Regions from separate parts of the Sus scrofa genome. Here region 1 is linked to region 2. The links are chromatin contacts, called in public Hi-C maps. All regions are on one chromosome and are shown on one strand. The core of a region is the stretch at or near the end of the contact, and the rest is flanking DNA. Distances in the headings are between cores, read along the strand shown.

Region 1 (7,034 bases), core at 231-2,730, 93 kb after region 2:
TCTTATGGCTTCCTTTCTGTTCCCCTCACCCATAAAACCAACACTACATTCTTCTACAGAGCATATAAGGTCTTCCTCAATCTGATCCTTGCCCAGCTCTGCCAACACCCCTTTCCTGCCAAAAAAAAAAAAATTACACCCCAGCTTTGTCATACTAGTTATAGTCCCCCCAAGACATCACGCAGTGTCACTCTTCAGTTCCTCTAATTAGCTTTTTCGGTACCAGAGACATGCAGTCCTGACAAACTCTTATTCAACTCTCAAATCCCAGCTCAAGGTCACCTACTCAGGGAAGTCTTCCATGATACCCAAATATAATTAGTCACTCTCTCCTCTATGCCAGTAATTCTCAAACTCTGATGGATCCTTTTTGTAAACTTCCAATCTATACCCATCAATACTTCTGTAAAGTACAATAAAATTTTACAGTAACAATAAATTGCTATTCCTGAACACATGCTCTCAATTTCTGTATTTATTCATTATAGACTGGTCCAAATAGTCCATGGACCAGCAGCAGTCAGTAGGTCACACTTTGGGTAGAATGGTGTTCCCTTTCTCCCTTGTATGCTTTTCTATATTGATCTTATAATTTCATGTAGTAATTTGTTCTCATGCCCATTTTCCATATAAGACAGGGGTACAATATGCATATGATTATTATTCTTATAAACCTACATTGCCAAACACAATGCTAGAAAATAACAATGGTTCACTGAATGTTTACTGACTGAGAAGACATACATTATTTATTCATCAAATATTTATTGAGGGCTGACTATGTGCCAGGCTCTAGGTGCTATGCCATCGTGATAAACAGATAGATCCTACAGAATTATGGCCCTCATGGAGCTATTAGAAAGTACAATTTATATAAATTAGCTATTGATAATGGCATCTGGCTATAATACTAAGTACTAGGAACAACTATGCTAAAACTATTCTTAATTAGTATGAAGCTTTTATTCATTCAACTAATGTTTATTGAGCATCTACTATGCCAGACCCCCATTCTAGGTATTAAGCACACAGCAGTGGACAGACAAAAAAATACTCTACCTCTACCTCAAGAGGAGGAGACAGGTCTTATTTGCCATGCATTATAGTAAGAGAGACAGACAAGAACCAAATAAATACATAACATGATGTCAGGGAGTACTGATGGCTACAAAGAAATATAAAGCAGGATAAAGGGATAGGTGGGGCAGAAGAAGATATTTTATATGGAGGGACAGAGATGGCCTCCCTGAGGTGACATTCATTCAATCAGACATATAAATAAATTAGGAAGGAAACCATGTGAACATTATTATTATTTTAATATTTGAGGTGAATCAAATATATTTTGCAGCTTACTCATAAAAGTTCCCTTTTTTTACCTTTTTTTGTGCAAGGAAGTTTGCCTGCATCATATCATATAATCCTCCCAACAATCCTACCACATTGTTGTGTTATTACTCACAGAAGAGGAAATGGAAGCTCTGAGAGATTAAGACCAAAATAGTAAATGCCAGAACGAAGATTCAGATTCAGGTTACCTTGGAGCCACTTGAGCACACTGCTTCCCACACTTTTAGTTATTAAAGTACTAGAAGATCTAGTATAAAATTTTGTTTTGTTTTCATTTTTTACCATAAGATAGTGTTCCTCCATAGCATTATACCAATTGTGCATAATTGTTATTTTAAATTAAATATGACATATTGGAGTGGTCTCAAAGTGTAGAATCAGGAATTAATGCAATTTTATTACACTTCTAAGATATTAATCCTACTCTACAAGTTCTCAGTTGAGCATTTTATAGTTGGAAATATTTATACAAGAAGGACACAGGCTGGAATACTTCATCATTGTGTCAGAAGGGCCCTCTCAAGAGATAACTCATTTAGCATCTCTTTCAATTCACAGTGTTCTTTCATTTGATTCTCACAGAAACTTCATAAGATTCACATAGCAAGCAGTACTGTCCACATCTTATAGAAAAAAAAACAAAATAGATACCAAACATATAAGTGACTTTGCCAAGGTCACCAGCTGAGCGATAGCTCATACCTCCTTTTCTTAGTTTTACACTACATCACTCAATTCTTCCATAGTTCTTTCTTACTGCTGTTATTATAAATAAGCTTTTAGATTCCCAACCTGACATTCTCACCTATATGTGAAATAGTCTTAATTATTTCTCCCTCTTTAAATCTCAACCCACCCAGCCAGATTTATGAAGTCTGTTTTTAACACCTCACCTAATTACAGAAAGCAAACCAAAGGTTTTGTTTTGTTTTTACAGCTATACCTGCACATATGGAAGTTCCTGGGCCAGAGGTCAAATCAGAGCTGCAGCTGCAGGCCTGCGCCACAGCCGTGGCAACAATGGATCCAAGCCGCATTTTTGACCGATGCTGCAGCTTAGGGTAACACTGGATCCTTAACCCACTAAGCAAAGCCAGTGATTGAACTTTCATACTCACAGAGACAACATCAGATCCTTAACCACAGAGCCACAGTGGAAACTCAAACTAAAGTATATTTAAAGCACAGATTAAAATGAGGTCTCTAGATAGGTTTTCTAGATAATGCTCTGCTGAGAACCTAAGATTAAACAGCTCAGTAATAGGCAATAATTTGGATAGTCAATGATTTGGTTCTCTTCTTGTGTGTTCTTAATAAACTAGATGTAGATGAATGCAGCATCCCTCCATATTGCCACCAAAGGTGCGTGAACACACCAGGATCATTTTATTGCCAGTGCAGCCCTGGGTTTCAGTTGGCAGCAAACAACTATACCTGTGTAGGTAAGTCTTCTAGAAACAGCCATCCTGACTGATTTCTGTCTTCCCAAGTCCCACTGCAGTATTTTCAGTTTTCTCTCTTCATGAGCAAACTGGTTTCCATCAATTTCCCTGCATAAAGCTGAAAAGATAATAACCAATCTGTTTCTTAAGACACATCAAGATGTGAATAGAAAATTTTTTAACTCTAGTCTTTTCTGTGGTGTATCAAAAAAAAATTTTTAACTATAGATCAACTGATATACATACACCAGCTAGTCAACAGTGTGTGATACAAATGGTGAAGGTGCCAAAAGTGTTACTGCAAGTTCAGATACATAAACTTTCCACTGAAGGTGCATTTGATTTTCACAGGCTTCTTCTACCCTTTCAGAATGCAATGTCACGGCAGACAGTTTTCAGATTGGCATGACGTGGAAAGAATCTAGTGCAGGAAAAATGCCTTTTCACAATATTTTCAGTGCCTTAGAGCATTGCAAAACTCTGTATGGGTCTCAAAGGCTTATGTTATAATTGTAATGGAATTTAACAGAACTCATTTAAAAAGTAATAAATAGCACAGATAAATCTTCACTACAGCATGCTGAGAGACCATATCAGTATGTGTCTTATATCAGTTATTTATAGACTTGGCATTTTGCATTTGAACAACAATAAAAGAAAATAGATATTGGAATATATATTTATTAGAATCATTAAATTCTTTTGGAGAGATTCATCAAACAACAAACTGTCATTCCCAGAAAAGAAATATTCTGGTATTTCTAAAAGAAGTATATGACAGACGTTTCAAGTTGTTCCAACAAATATGAAACCTGAATGGACGTTCTCCAGGGAGCTTCTGCAAGGCAAAGAATCCAGCTAGGGGAGTACTCACTTATTATCGGATGACATGGGTACAAAAGTGCAAGGCTATGTTTAAAGACATAGATATACAAATGTGTATAACCTTGCCTTTCAGACATAAATGAATGTGATGCCAGCAATCAATGTGCTCAGCAATGCTACAACATTCTCGGTTCATTCATCTGTCAGTGCAATCAAGGATATGAGCTAAGCAGTGATAGGCTCAACTGTGAAGGTAAAATATTATCCAAATAATTTGTCATTATAGTCCAATTCCTGTGATTGCTGTTGCTTTATCCATGCAAGTACCTGTTTATGAAGACAAATTTTAGTCATGGAAATTCTGTTCTAAAATCCAGTTAATTTAATTCACTTGTAACATTGGATCAAGAGAAAGGAGAAGAAACAAAATAACTGATATATTAGATGTAGCTTGGGTCCAGTTATTAGAAATGGTGCTCTAGTGCCTTGCTTCTCAAGTGTGATGCAACACAACCAGCAGCAGTGGCACCTCCTGGGAGCCTGTGAGAATTGTACAATCTCAGACCCCAGCCCAGACCTGCTGAGTCAGATTCTGCATCTAATGAGAATTCCAGGTGACTTGTGTGCACATTTAACTTCAAAAATAGCTGATATTCATTAGGATAGAAACCAAGAGACCCCCAGCCCCTAGTCATCCCTAACACTGTGTAATTGGGGCACATTTCTTAAGGTGCCTATTTTTCACTTTCCACATGAGCAAAAAGAGGGCCATTTAATGGAATGACTTTCAAAGTCTATTGCACGTTCTGCTGTGTAAATCAAAAGGCATAGGACATCCCAAGTGAGATGCCATTGACAGTTGATGCTCCTGACTTCCTCGCAAACCCTCCCAGCTTTGCATGGGACCACAAAGGTCATATCCCATGCAGACAGGCCTCACGTCATGCTACTATGCTCAAAACCAAAAGGAGCTGGTTGCAGACAGCTGCCTCTGGCATTCTAAGCAAACTATAGGGCCAGAACCATCAAGAAACGCAAAGCATTCCTCCCCTGAAGGCCAGATGCTACCAGGACATCACCTCTAGAAGCTAGCATAGGGATGGGACTTGGAGTTTAAAATTCGGATGAACTTGGGAGCAGAGCTACCCAATTTCTGAGAAGGCAGATATGAATCTGCATTATGGATGGGTCTGCCAAGCCCAGCATGAAGAGTATCAACCACAAGCCAATTCATTCTTCTGCTCAGCTAGTATGGTTAGGTTCCAGGATTCACCAAACTGTCAGCAATAATTGAGTTAAAATGATGGTAAGAAAAACTCTTTGTGCTATGAAGTTCTAGGGAAAATGAGCCAACATTGTTAGAATTTGTACTTGAGCTTCTTATAAGTTACTGTTTCAGAGTTTTCAGCGTTAAAAAAAAAAAACCCAAAATAGTGACATGTAAGTTTCAACTGTGTGTCCTTGCTTTTATCTGGTTCAATAGACATTGATGAATGCAGAACCTCAAGCTACCTGTGTCAATATCAATGTGTCAATGAACCTGGGAAATTCTCATGTATGTGCCCCCAGGGATACCAAGTGGTGAGAAGTAGAACATGTCAGGGTAAGTTTATTGTTTTCATGTCTGTTAAGTTTTAACCAGGAAAAGCAAAAAGAGGAAGTTCTAGGATTCTCTACTATAGACTTTTTTATAATTTGAGCTCTTTTTCATGAGCTGTTCATCATGAGATATGCATATCTCATAAAAAGGATATTCAGTGCTATCAGTGACTTTCTTTAAAATTTAAAGTAATCATTTTTCTTTCCTTAAATATAAATAATTTTAACAAAGTACTTATATGCCTTCTTTATAGCCTATATAATCCCTATGAAATACCTTCTTTAGTCACTCACCAGAAAAAATTCAATTATTAAAACATTTCACCATGAATTTGAGTATAGATCATAAGCTTAATGTGTAGTTAGACATGCCTCAAATAGATCTCAGTTCTCTAAAACACCAAGTTTATAAATTAGGTAGTAGTTTAAGTGTTGAGAAAGTCAGCCTCATGTGTATTAGAATGTGCTTGACCTCTTCAGTAGAAAAAAAATTATTATTCCTGGAGTTCCCACTGTGGTACAACAGGATTGGCAGTTCAATCTCCAGCTTGGCACAGTGGATTAAAGGACCCAGCACTGCTGCCAATATGGAATATGTTGCAATTGCAGCTTAGATCTGATCCCTGGCCTGGGAACGCCATATGCTGTGGGGTGGCCGAAAAAGAAAAATTATTGATCCAAAAATAGCTAATGTCTTCAGGTCTAGTTTTAAAATACATGTTCTGGTAATCTTCACAGCCACTTGTAGGTGGAAGATGCAGCTCTCTACATGTTATGATTTCGGAGTTTGTTTTGAAAGATTTTAAAATATGAATGCTTTTCTCCCTACCTCTGATGCTTTGTGTAGGTTAACATTTCTTTAATAGGGAAAAGACTGTTCTGAAAAAAACTAAAAAAACTAAAATTATAGATAATCCTGGAAAAATCAGTACAAACATATATTTACTTAAAGCAATGAGAGAGTGAAAAAAAATGACTGACCTTGAAGACACAAAATCTGTTTGAGACCTAGATGTACGGCATTCTGTCTGTACAATTTTAACAAGTTATCAAACTTCTCTGAGCCTCGGATTTCTCATTTGGAAAAGGAAGTTGAAGTGAAATAATATACAGAAGAATTATTTGTAAACTATAAAGCCTGTACAACTCAAGTTTTTATAAAATTTGCCTTCCAATATAAATGACTAGTAGCTTTGCTTCTTCTCTAAAATAAGGGCAGTAAAATCCTGTTACTAAAGGAGAAGATCAAGGAAAGGAGACACACAGGATTCCCAGTCTATACCATGATTTTATAGGAATATATTAACTCATAGAACATCCATGATCTGAGATTTTATAGCATGCATGTGATCATTCAACTAGAACCCAACAACTAAGTATGAGCGTAATCAGAATGCAGTTCATTGCACAATTAACATCTTTATATCCCTTTCCACATTACTAGAGACTGTAATGGTCATTGTGGAAAAACATTGCATTCCAATGGTTTTACTTTATGAAGCCTGAGATTTTTAACATGAATATTACATGCAGGAAAATGTTAGCCAGTGGGATATCTTAACCAATGTCCCTGGAGTCCTTCAAACAAATGTTTATGTGTTTCTGACCACAAATGGATTTGATACTCAGCAAAGAAAAAGAAAGAAAGAAAAGAAAAGAAACAAACAAATTAAGTTCAGTGGAATCTTATCTGCCTACTCTATTTATATGAAAATATTTATATCTGTTACAATGAAAGGTGAAAAATGCAATAGAATTGCAAATAGGAGATTCATTTGTTATATCTTGAAGACATATACTTTACAGACTAGAGTAAAA
Region 2 (7,196 bases), core at 2,086-4,585:
AGCAAAATGTGAAAATATTTCAGTAAGTATGGAGGGTTTTTCAAGTGCAAGATGTTATTAAAATCAGTATATCTGGAGTTCCCATTGTGGCACAGCAGAAACGAATCCGACTAGGAACCATGAGGTTGTGGGTTCAATCTCTGGCTTTGCTCAGTGGGTTAAGGATCCAGCATTGCTGTGAGCTGTGGTGTAGGTCACAGACTCGGCTTGGATCTGGCGTTGCTGCAGCTGTGGTATAGGTTGGCAGATGTAGCTCCAATTAGACCCCTAGCCTGGGAACCTCCATATGCCACTGGTGCAGTCCTAAAAAAAAGCAATAACAACACAACAACAAATCAGTATATCTTGTTCTCTGCTCTTCAGTGCCACAATTTGGTAAAGCCAATCAACTATATTTAATGAGTTCATGCACAGTTGTAGGCTAGATGCAGTTCCATCACTCAAGAAATGTTAGTTAGGCCCTCCTTGATACCCGGTTCCCAGACCTTCTTTTCACCACAGCTGAGTTTGTTTGACCCTGGAAGCTCTGCCTGATCCTATCTCTAGGATAAATCCTGAGTGGAAACAGAAGGCATTGAAAGGCACTCCAGCCCCATAGCAAAGAATTCACATCATGTCCCAGTATTTAGTCTAGCCCTGGTTATATGCCCCATTGCTGGTAACTAGGCCTTTCCTTCTTTTCCTACTGATAATCAGATCAAGAATTCAACTCTTCCTGGGAATATTTTCACATAGGTATTTGTCTTAGTCCATTCAGGCTGCCATAACAAAATCCTGTAAGTGGTTCATAAACAACAGAAATTCATTTTCCATAGTTCTGGAGTCTGGGAAGTCCAGGATCAAAGTGCTGGCAGATTTAGTGTCTGGGGAAGATCCATTTCCTTGTCCACAGATGATTATCTTTTTACTGTGTCCACACATAGGGTCTCTCTTATAAGGACACTAATCCCATTCATGAAGGCCCCACCCTCATGACCTAAGTAGCTCTCAAAGGCTGCACCTCCAAATACTGACACATTGGGATTAGGTTCCAATGTATTAATTTGGGGGTACACAATTATTCAGTCTATGGCAATATTCAATAAATATTTTTAAAAACCAGTGAATGATAAAAGCCCAGTGTTCCCTTAAGTTTGAGCAATACAGAAATGTTAGGGGCACTGACCCTCCACACAGTCCAAAACTCACATGTAACTTTATAGTCACCCCCTCCCCTGCCCCTCACTGTGTCTCCAACTCTGAATCCACATATTCAGACAAACCTGGGATTATGTAGCATTGCAGTACTATTTGGTACTGAAAAAAAATCTGCAAATAAATGGACTTACACACTTCAAACCCATGTTGTTCAAGGGTCAACTGTATATTCAACCACTTTGTAGACTTCTCCTTTCTTTAGACTCCATAAAGCCAGCTGCTTGCCTGATGTGTTCTTGGTTGCCATACCCAGTGGATATCATATCCTACTTGCCACTCTGTTTTCCACAGGACATCTACAGTGGGTGGGTCTGTATCTTCAGAGGGGGGCCCACTTTGTTTCTATTCCAGCTCATGGCTTATCCAAAGGTTACTCCCCTCACTGTGGTTAACTGAAAGGATACCATTCAGCAGAGCCCTGTGAGCATACAAATCAGTGCAAGTGGAGTTCCTGCCATGGCTCAATGGAAATGAATCTGACTAGCATCCACAAGGACACAGGTTCGATCCCTGGCCTTGCTCAGTGCGTTAAGGATCAGGCATTGCCGTGAGCTGTGGTGTAGGTTGCAGACATGGCTCAGATCCTGCATTGCTGTGGCTGTGGTGTAGCTAGCAGCTACAGCTCTGATTCAACACCCAGGCTGGGAACCTTCATATGCTGCAGGTGAGGCCCTAAAAAGACACCCCCCCCCAAAAAAAAGAATAAAAAAGAAAACAGTGCAAGTAATCCCCGTCTACAAAACAAAAAATTGTTATGTTCCAAAAGTTTGTTTGTAAATAGGTCCTCTAGCACTTGGGAATGCGTTTCCCAAGCCATCACAAACAACTCATCTATTTTAATAGTCATTCCTTCCAAAATATTCATTGAATATCTCCCTGCTTTGCGCTGGTCATTGTTTTTGGCACAAGGGAAACAAAGAGAAATTAGACTCAGTCTCTATCCTCCAGGAACTCACAGAATAACAAAGGAGATAGTGGCAGATGCAAATAATATATATGCAATATCGCATGTATTAAAATAGAGGACTGTCCACCTTACAGCATGGATAAAAAAGAAGAGGTGATCTCTCTGCCTGGGTGGATCAGGAAGGTTCCAAAAAGACACATTCCTGCTGAGGCCTGAAGAATGAGGAAGTATGCACCAGGCAGATGAGTGGAAAAGGGTGTTCCTGGTATGTGATTGTGAGGCTGCCAGACCAACACCCAGGCGTCAATTTAACCCCTGATGTGGCTCTGCCAATGCTGCAGCATTGTCACACAAAAAGGGATAGGTTTTTGCAGTCTGGCCTGGGAAAACTAGTTTCTTTTGGGAGATTAGTTCTAAAACCTTCAATAAGACAGAATTGGCCCTGGCTCATGCAAACGCCCATGTGTGCATGTGCACACGTGAGCACGCGCATGCGCGCGCACACACACACACCCCCCACTACCACTGCCACCACTCATCATCTGGAGCAAAAAACAAAAACAATTCAGTGACAGAAGAAGCGATTCTTATGCTTTCACTTTCTTGCAAAACACCAGTGATCCTGTAAATGCAAGGTCATGAGTAAAGCTTGTTAGGAAATGCAGATACTAGACAAGTCTACACCCTGAGGAGCTTAACAACTAGCTGTATAGGCAAGACTCACGCATATAAAGTAACTAAGACCCAGGGCAGTAGCTGCCAAAAGAATGACGCATGCTATAAGCACTATATTTCTAGTCATTTCTTCTTTCTTCAGAGAATAATTCAGTTTAGTTTGACAAGTGTTTTATATTAAATGCCCACTACAGGTCTGTTGATGATGTAAGGCTGCATTCTGAATTTCACAGGGCAGCATCCACCAAGTTCTGTAAATGCAAATAAGTTTTCCTCCCCAAAGGCATTAAGTCAACACTGGAAAGACTCTGGGGGGTGGGAGGGCTAATTAATAGGAATTCTGTTTTATTCAATACGGGAAACACATCAACACTGAATAGGTATGAGAAAGAATTTCCCACCAGTGGGAACAGGCTGAATTAGAATGAACCGCCTTGGGAGGTAATAAGTTTCCCGTCAGGCAAGATAATTACTTGGCAGTGATTTTGCAGGGGTGACTCAAGCATTCAATGACCAGTAGGCTCCCTTCCAATCCTGTGATTGTGTGAACTTCTGCAGCTCCCTTTTGATAGCACAATAGAGGAATCTGGGAACCCACAGGGTAGACCTGTCACAATGCTGCAGACTAGCCATGAGATAGACTCCTTCAGGTACCAGAATCCCTGACAGAATGGGTGGTAAGAAAACAGAGAGAATGGGAATATATAACTTCTATCAAAAGTCTGATCAAACTCATGGGCTCAGAGTGTCTGGGAGAGTCTCAGAATGTCAAAATGCATTAGCTCTCCAAGAGGATCATGGCTATTGGACAAGGAGCACCACAAGACAAACCAGCTAAAGAATAAAAATGTAGCCTCTTAAAGAAGAGATATGTAGGATTCTGGAGTATTTTGAAAGGCTCATCTGATAGGGGCTTTACCAGTCTCCACGTAAGGGGCCCCTCCTGCAATGGTAAGACATTAAATTTCTTGGGACACTCCAAGCAAAGACATTGTCAAAGATTTGTCCAAGAAAAGAGCATCTCCAAAGTGAAATAAGCAGAGAGTGGACACAGCAAAGTTATACAGGCCTCTTGAGTAAACGTGTAGTCCCAGGGTGCTGATTGTAAAAGAAAGGCAACATCCTAAGGGTCCTGGACAACCAAGGAGTGAACTGTTTAAAATCCTGATGTCACATGGCACATCAGAACAAATTGCAAAGGGTGTAATCTGCTGAGCTACAGGATTTCTGAATCTAAAATAAGGTAACTCAGTCAATGCAGGCAGGCATGTTGGCTAATGTATCATCAAGTAGGAGAAAGAACATTTGGATCCTTATTTAACCAATTCTGGGTTCTGAAACTGAGACAGTATAACTCCTATGAGCTTCAGAAAGTAGGGGGCTTAGAACTTTTCACTAAGTCCCTTCCAACTCTAAGATCTAGAATCTCAGTGCACAAAGGAGAACATCTTATGGCAGAAGAAAACAGTTATCAAACAGGTCATCACAAAACGTGCTGGAAGAAATGGATTCCTGAATATGATTCCTGAATTTTCATTTGTGACTTCTTCTTTTTTTTTTTTTTTTTCATTTTTGGACTAAATTGTGGTTTAAATGGTTAAGCCAAATGAATGGGAGTGAAACCAATTCACCACACACCAACAGCATTCTTATTTTTGTGGGGAAAGAAAGCAAATATGTGCTATTTGGTCATGTAGGAAAGCTCAACCTACAAAGTCTCCACAAAGTCCCATAAAATCAAGAAGGGTTCTGCCCAGTGCCCCGGGAAACCCATCGAGAGGAGCCAAAATACTTCTTTTTTACAAAAAGCTATAACTTAACATTACAAATCATTTGCTATTCTCAAGAGAATTGCCTAGTATTGCAAAACTTGATAATTACTGATTCATGACTGATTTAGGAAAAACATCGGCTTAAGTAATCAGGCCAGAGTACTGCTGCTGACCGCAATGCTGGCAAGAAACCTACCCTTTCTTTCATCGTTCCTTTCATGAATGTTTAACATTCTACAAAATTTAGCTTTTAGCATATTAATAGTGGTTTCGGTTTTCCAAAATTTGGGAGTACAGAACATAATGCTTACGTGCTATCAAGCACCTATATTTTCTCTGAACTTTATTCAAGTGTCACTAACCAGAACCCCAGGAAGTTAGAGAAAATGATTCCGGAAATCAGACTTGGTAAGAGACATGGATTATTTTCTGTAACATATCAGATCTCAGACTCCTTGAAAAAACTCTACAAACACATAAACATCAATTCTATAAACTCACAGTACGTACTGTATAAACTAGCAGGAAGAATTTAATTAATGTTTTGAGCCTACCCTCCACACCACAAACAACACATACCTACGTAATGCAGGCTTCTCTCATGCAAGCAGAGTAATGCAAGCTTCTCTCATGCAAGCAGTTCATTTGCAAGCAGATAAGCACATCGGAATATGTTCATCTGTACATGCCTCTGGGAAAATGTTTTCTGTAAGGATAAGTGAATCCCATATCTGTAGAGAGAAAGTTATCCCCTCTCTGTTGGAATTGTTTTTCTTCTTAAAATTAAGAAATTAAGAATATTTTCTTTTCTGCAGAGGAATTATAGAGAAATTCAAGCCAAAATACTGTCCCACAGATTCAAAGAGATTGCTTCTAAAACCATATCAAATTTTCTTTTCAGATCTTTCCCTTTCTAAGATTTTCCTTTCCAAGTAAACATGCTTTTGTTAAGTGAAAGGCAAACCCTTGTCATCAACTTATTTTCTATTATCAGTCCCTAAAAGCATGTATCACTAAAATAACTGAATTGCAAGTCTATTCACTAAGACTTACAATCATTGGTATTCTTGGAGGGAAAGAAGTCAAGTATTTAAAGAGCAGAAATTTTAAGTAAACATTTTAGCAGGGCTGTGGTAAATCAGTACTCTTATAGATTGCTGATATACAAGTTGGTAGAACTCTATTATAAGCAACTTGACAATATATATTAAAGTTTTTAAAATGTTTATACCCTAGCTCCAATAAGTCCATCCTGGGAAATGTATCATTAAAAAAAAAGACTAAAATAAAGCTTCAGGCACAAAGATATTTACTATCATTTATAACAGAAAAATGGAAACAACTTCTACGTCAAACATAGGAAAATAGTTTAGGAAAAATTAACTTCTCAACAGAATACTATGATATTTATAAGGATTGGTAATAACATGAAAATGCTTATATTATAATATTAAATTTAAAAGTAGATGACAAATACGTACTATAGATATACATATAATAGCATATATAATGTTATATATGTATATATATTTAACATTTACATCTAGCTATTCTTATAAAAATAAACAATAAATCCCTACATGTTAAAAAAAAAGATGAAAGGAAGTATTAATTTTTTTCTCCCTTTTCCTTTTATATATTTTCTAACTTTCTCCAACATGCTCCTTAAGAAAACATTTTAAATAAAATAAATTCTAAACAGACACAGATTAGAATTAGTGCTTAATATTCCTGACAAAAATCAGGTTAGGCCTGAGGGAGTTCAGATAGGAAGAAGGGATTTTGATGGCATTAATATGTTTTGAATTAATTCCTAATTAATTCATTCGATGAATAGTTCTATAAATTGACTGTAGGAGGAAGAAAGAAAATCACATAAAGTAAAAGAATCATCTAGTCCATATTGTGCAGCAGTAGGAAGAATGAACCCTGGGGAGAACTAGATATAATTTAAGAACTGGAATAATAGAACAGCAGAGAATTCATAGGAAGAGAAACTTTCAACAAGGCAGAGAAAATCAGAAATGTTGAGGCTGCAGAGATTTAGTGAGGTCAAGGAAAATGAAGAGAGGGGGAGAAGCCCTGGATTTAACAAGTTAAAGGGTAATTGAGAAACTAAGGAGAGAAATCAAATCCCCGGGGATCAGTGGTGATGAAATGGAGCAGTGGGTACAAAGGAAGGTGAGAAGGGGCAGTAGATTAGACCTGGGCCATTTCTTTTGCTCTTTACATGGTAGGGAAGACCAGTGTGAGTTTGGAGGCAAGGCAGGAAAAGGCTGACCATGAGAGACAGAAGATTCAAAGCTCAGAAAGAGCCCAGATCTAACCTGCCCCCTGTCTGTCCTCAATGGCAGACGCTGCCAGAAAACCAGCATCTGACACAGAAGTGCACCTCAAACTGGTTCCAAGTACATTTGGGCCCTATCTCTAAACTGTCCCTTACACAGATCATCTCCCTTCTCATCAAACCCTGCTTGGGCTTTATATATATGTGTGTGCGTATTTACACACACACACACACACACACACACACACATATATATAATTTTTATATATTCAAATATTTTAATATATAATTTATATATAACATTAAATAAATATAAACAAATATTTATATATATTTAACATTTTTAACATTTGCTTTT

What was found. A called contact is a pair of places that touch in the nucleus more often than the background predicts.
Region 1: a contact with region 2 is called in a Hi-C map of embryonic fibroblasts, with 2.1 times the contacts expected there. The contact joins two enhancer-like sites. A contact is called at or near these places in 5 of 47 Hi-C or Micro-C datasets (adipocytes, embryonic fibroblasts and fibroblasts).

Annotation. Positions count from the first base shown.
Region 1 is chr3:85,456,976-85,464,009 of Sscrofa11.1, forward strand. All of the region lies in intron 10 of CCDC85A (coiled-coil domain-containing protein 85A), which reads right to left. EFEMP1 (EGF containing fibulin like extracellular matrix protein 1) reads left to right here. Exons shown (of 11, transcript NM_001244261.1): 6 at 2,673-2,792; 7 at 3,751-3,870; 8 at 5,101-5,220. Among named protein-coding and RNA genes, the nearest start is that of EFEMP1, 53 kb to the left of the region's middle. Within about 2 kb of position 1,481, at least 2 of the 83 cell types and tissues checked have an H3K27ac peak or open chromatin away from gene starts, as enhancers often do. A contact at or near this core is called in embryonic fibroblasts, where this site is marked.
Region 2 is chr3:85,362,431-85,369,626 of Sscrofa11.1, forward strand. The region is part of intron 10 of CCDC85A (coiled-coil domain-containing protein 85A); the gene reads right to left. Among named protein-coding and RNA genes, the nearest start is that of MIR217-1, 25 kb to the left of the region's middle. Within about 2 kb of position 3,336, at least 9 of the 83 cell types and tissues checked have an H3K27ac peak or open chromatin away from gene starts, as enhancers often do. A contact at or near this core is called in embryonic fibroblasts, where this site is marked.